Linked DNA regions of Rattus norvegicus: region 2 is linked to region 1. A link is a contact called in public Hi-C data. All regions are on one chromosome and are shown on one strand. The core of a region is the stretch at or near the end of the contact, and the rest is flanking DNA. Distances in the headings are between cores, read along the strand shown.

Region 1 (2,724 bases), core at 165-2,664:
CATCAAGGCCTATCTTCTATCTTACAAGAATGTTCTCTCATGAAGAAGAATACATTCACCCACCCTAGTGCTCCCTAAATACCTTAGCTTTTCATAACATTGACACTAAGGGTTTACCTAAAGCAGCTTTTAGCACCAAAATTTGAAGAAAAGGATTAACATGAATTGCTATTCTCACCCCAAATTGGCTTTGGTTACCAGAGAGAGACCTTGCCTACCAGCCACTTAGATAAGGAGTCTCATTCTTCAGAGGCCATGGAAAACCTTGAGGACAGATTACGTAAGCATCTGTAGAGAGCGCATCTGATGACTCTTTTACAGAAGGAGCTGATCTACTGTGTTCTGGAGAAGGAGAACAGAGAGCTGAGTCAGTCCTACCAGGGTAAAAATAGCGAGGTGGACAGCTTGAGCAAAACTTTGCAGCTCACCTGCTCGCCCATGATCAATTGCACAAGCGCAGACCTGGCCTCCAAACGAAGAAGCCACTGTAACACCTGTAAGGCTCTGTGAAAATGGTCTAAGGAGCGTTTATGATGAGGAGCAGGCTCTGATTGAAAAACAGAGAGATACTTTGCGTGTTTCTCCACGAACAGCTGTTAGGGGACCAGCACTCGACAGGAAGCCTCAATGGCACTAGTCACACGTAAAGGACTGTACTGTAGAAGGCTCCCGTCGACAGGAGGAGGGCAGACCGCATGCCATGGGGAAACGCTACATCTTCTCATCACTACGGCCAACTTTCCAAAGTCGAGCATTTGTGCCTGGCTACGTTAAGGTGCATTTACACGTCAAGGTGGTTTTCATTTCTGCAAAACTGGGGCTCCTCATTGTAAAGAACCACATTGATGTTGGATGTCCAAGATCTCTGAACCCTAGGATTTTAACTCGGAATTGAACTCTGCACCTTCGCTGCTCACAGAGAGGTCAACTGTTCCAGAAGGGTAAATGGAGAGCTTTTCTTTGACAGCATCCAGACATCCCATGCTCTAAGTATTTATGGGTAGTTCTATTCAGGTTTGAAAGAGGCAAATTGGGGACAAAATAACAGGAGGCAAATAGAGTTTGGAGGCTTAAGGAAACACAGACAGACAGACAGATGCACGCACGCACGAACACATCCCATTCATTCACTTTAACAGCACTAGACATGGTTTAAAAAAAAATAGCAAGTAGCACCCCTCCCCCAGTCTACCCATCTTTGAGAGTTTGTTAGGTGAAAATGTCATGCTGACAAACAGCTCCCACTAAAGGTAGGCTGGGCAGGCAGCAAGCACCCACCAACAGCATTTTCTGTTAAGTTCTAGCCCCTCCCAAGCTTAGTTTTTGTAAGTCAGGAAGCCTGTGATCTACTATGCCTTCAGGGCTCAGTGGACTGCCCGTGGGCAGGAGGGGGGTCTCCTCCAGCCCTGAGCTAATCATCACAGGACCTGAACAGGCAGCTGTGGGGCCTTTGCTCCCCATTTGTGAGCTCATGAGCTGGGCTAGCAAGGCACTGGGTCTAACTTTAGAACTACACTCCAAACTTTGATCTTCCAGCCCTGCTTGGCTTTAGGCAAAACTGAAACTTGAGAGCTGCGACATGTTTTTTAAATCTTAACCCCCCTGGCAGTTTTAGAATAAGGACAGGAATTATTTTCAAATGAGAATCTTTGACTGCATAACACAGGCTTCCAAAATTAAGCAGAAACACATGGCGGATCTTATTATTAAATTTCCCTTGGAAAACAATGGTTTAGATTAAGGGGTGGGGGTAGTTTGATAAAACTTTGAAATATGAAGCCTAAAATAATGGTGTGTGTGTGTGTGTGTGTGTGTGTGTGTGTGTGTGTGTGTAAAGATCATTTTAGAGTTTTACCCGGCCCTACCATTATTAATCTGTTCCTGACAATGTTTAAGTAATTGAATGCTTGAGGTCTGAAATATAAACGATTTTTTTTAAAGCTGGGAATCAGGTGCAAGGGTTTTTCTGAAGTCCAGAGAGAAACTCGAGCTGATTAAAATATCTCCCCGTAAAGCATGTTTCTTAAGAAAATCAAGAAAATGGAAGATTTAACTGTACATGACCTACACCCGACTCAGTATAACCTTCAGCAGAAAACCTTCAGCAACATGACCGGGACCACGGTGGGGGCTCTTGGCATCTTTCCTCATCAAAACGAATCCACCGGCGATTCTCCTCTCCTCCCAGAGCTGTTCCCACAACGAGATTTGAGGGAGAGAATGTTTCTGGAAACAGTAGTGTTGCAGACCTCCCGGGCACCATTTAATTCCTTCTTCCCTTCAAGGAATGAATCAATTACTACCTTCTCGATGAAGCCTTTCTGATCAGTTCATTTATGTTTCCCCATGTCCTCGTCAGCCCGTAGCCCACGTATTGCTTGCTTGGAACTTATTTCCTGCTGGATATGGTTAGTGATCTTAAGAGTACATCTCTTTTCTTCTCAGCCACCTTAGGAGATCCTACGTGGCAAGAAGCAATACCTGGCCACCCTTTGCAACTCCCATTGGACCTAGCTCAGGAGTCTGCACCAGTGACCAGGCTACCATGCAAGGGACAATGGCGGGGCAAAGTGATGCTAAGATGTTATGTTCTAGCATCACCCAGAGGAAGCCCTGGGGAATAGACATTAAAAGGAAATAGTGCACCCTGGTGGAGGCTAGACAGCCAGCTGGGCTCACGGGTGAGTGAGAAGCACCACTCCAAGGATTCAACTTGAGGGAGGA
Region 2 (2,724 bases), core at 115-2,614, 640 kb before region 1:
CATCCGTTACAGGACTTGTCTGCCACACATGAACCCAAATCAAAATCAAAATGCCACCTGCAGTAATTTCTCACTTCAGCTCAAACATGAGAGCAACGTAGGCAAGTCTCTCTCTCTCTCTCTCTCTCTCTCTCTCTCTCTCTCTCTCACTCTCTCTCAATCTTTCACTCCCTCTCTCTCTCTCTCCAGCATCTATTTCCGCCCTAACTGGTTTCCCTCTTCTCCTCCAGTCTAATGCGTTTCACACACCTTCCCCGAGTCAGAGCCTGCAAAAAAGCAAAGGAGCGAATGGAGAAAGTGCAACAAGCAGAAAGGGGGCTGCAAAGCCGCCTATGGGCCACTGCTTCCTGCCAAAACTTTCAGAGAACCACTTCTCCACGGGGTCTGCGGGAGGAGCAGCAGAGGTGGCAGCCAGCTTCGGCAGGCAGCAGGAGCGGGAGCAGAGTGGGGGAGCCCCACTTAGAAGGTGGTGTGGATTTTATTTGTGTGTTTGGGGGGATTCTTTTTTTTCCCCCTTTTGCTTTACAAAACGCATGTTACACCAAACTCATCTGGCATTAAAACTGCATCCATGCTCCTGACTTGTCTGGAAGCAGAGGGGAGGGAAGAAGAACCAAGAGAGTACAGTAGTAAAAACTCCACAAGTGTGTAAGTTCCTCTTTGTGCTGATTTCAAGACTGTAATTTACTAAAATAGTCCAAGGCACACTGAACAATGTATGCTCAATTTATGCATAGGAGTTCCCAGAATCCCAGAAGAGGCGACCAGGCGGAAGTCAAGAGGACCCACACAGAACCATCCGCCTCAAGTTCAGGGCACCTAGCTCCTCTACTGCCTATTTTCCATTTTTAAAGTAAATAAATATTATGTAAATCAGATGTGCAGCCTGACACAAAGTTAGCAGCGCACTCTGTGTGCAGACGTGGCCAAGTTTTTGGTGGACTTTATAGTTTTAAGAGGGTTATCTGGTTTTCCTTTCTGCTGGATTGAGATTCCATTATTTATAGAGAAATTGGTAGGTAAAGAAATCAAGGCAAGTAATTAAACTCGTAAAAAATAAAAATAAAAAAGCTTGAGTTTTCCACATCCCAAAATTAGTTGTTAAAAAGAAAAAAACTTGTCAAAAAGACCCTCACATTTTCCAAGGATTCAGCCAATTAAAAATTATCCCAGTCTTTCCCATGTCTATGGGTGCCTAGCTGGAGTGTTGGGGGAGGGTTGTTTTTTTTTTTTTTTCCACAGCTGTTGTTAGTTTCCACCGTTCTTTCTTACCGCACTGAAATCCAGTAAATCACTCAGCTCTTTGTCCGTCCCTAAGGCAGCCATTCGCTGTTGGTGATGCATTTTAGCAAAATCACACAAACCTAGAAACATGGAAATAACCGCAATCAGAAAATCCAGTCCCAATCCTTGGAGAAAACACAATCGGATTTTTGGAGACTGGGGGGTTTGGTGGGGTGGGGGGGATATAGGGGCGGATGGGATTAAGGTAGAAAAGGAGGAAGGAATGGGAGAGTTGTTGGGTTTTGTTTTGATTTTTTTTTTAATGGAATAGGCAGCAATAGCAAAAAAAAAAAAAAAAAGGAAAAATAGCAATATTGTATTTCCAAAGAGACGATCAAACTAGTAACATCCACTATAAAACCAAATCCAGGAGAGAAGGGGGGTAGCCGCTCTTCAGCGCATCCATTTATGCAACAGGAGGTAGAGCGAGAAATGAATGGATCACAGAGAAAAGAGAAACTACTGCACGAACCGGTCTCAACTTTCCCCCCACCCTCCACCCCACCCCCTCACACGCACACACTCACGCGCACACACTCGCACACACTCATAGCACTCCCTCCCCCCCCACCCCCCACCCCCCCCCCTCGCCCTGCAAAGTAGCTCGAAAGAAATTAAAGACCAGCGTCTCTGGAGTGCAAACCGGTCCACAGGGGGGTGGGGTTGCCGGGGAGGGAGAGCCCAGAAGAGCCTCAGGGTCCTCCAATTGTCCTGCACCCCTAATTTGTGAAAGAAAGGGTTGTAAAAAAAAAAAATTGAAGTCAGGCCCATTGGCAAAGTGCGCTGTGCCCGGGAGCCCGCCGGGCCCGGAGGGGGCGGAGGCCGGGGGAGGGGACGCCGCCGCTCCCCAGCTCCCGAACCCCGGCGGGGACAGCCGGGACCACGGGGCCCCGAGCCCGTGTGCGGCCGCCCAGCCCGGCCCGGCCCGGCCCCGCCGCGCATCCGCCCAGCCGGCCCCGCCGCGCCGCTACCTACCGCCCGCGCGCGACGAGGGGCTCCCGGTGCAGCGCCGGCGCCCAGGCGGCGGTCATGTCTATCCCCCTGCCTCCGCCACCACCACCTCCTCCAACGGCCGGCGCCCGCGCCCGCTCCGGCTTCCCCGCCGCCGCCGCCGCCGCCGCCGCCGATCCGCAGACACACAGCCAAGATCCCTGACTCTTAACACCAACTCTCTTCTCCCGGGAGGGGAGGGGACGAGGGAAGGGGGGAGGGGGAACACGGCGAGGCGCACGGAATTGCAAGTTCAGCAAAGAAATGGGTGGGGGGGCTCCGGCGGGGAGACGCGGCGCTCCGGGTCGGGCTGCCTAGGAAACACCCCCACCCCAGAAAAAAAAAAAATCCCAACACCTCCCCCGTCTCGAGGAAGAAAAAAAAAAACAAAACCCACCAAGGAAAATTCACCCAGCACCTCATTTTCCCCCTCAGATCGCCAGTTACAAT

Evidence for each region. Hi-C and Micro-C count contacts between places; a contact is called where the count stands out from the background.
Region 2: a contact with region 1 is called in a Hi-C map of frontal cortex, with 2.8 times the contacts expected there. The contact joins the promoter of Tcf4 here to the enhancer-like site in region 1. A contact is called at or near these places in 3 of 12 Hi-C or Micro-C datasets (the A7r5 cell line, Schwann cells and frontal cortex) and 1 of 1 datasets of contacts at active chromatin or transcription factors (oligodendrocytes).

The regions. Positions count from the first base shown.
Region 1 is chr18:64,578,196-64,580,919 of GRCr8, reverse strand. No RefSeq gene overlaps it. Among named protein-coding and RNA genes, the nearest start is that of Mc2r, 290 kb to the right of the region's middle. Within about 2 kb of position 1,414, at least 3 of the 93 cell types and tissues checked have an H3K27ac peak or open chromatin away from gene starts, as enhancers often do.
Region 2 is chr18:65,218,285-65,221,008 of GRCr8, reverse strand. Tcf4 (transcription factor 4) reads right to left here and starts at 1,364. Exons shown (of 19, transcript NM_053369.2): 1 at 1,273-1,364. The coding sequence starts at 1,344.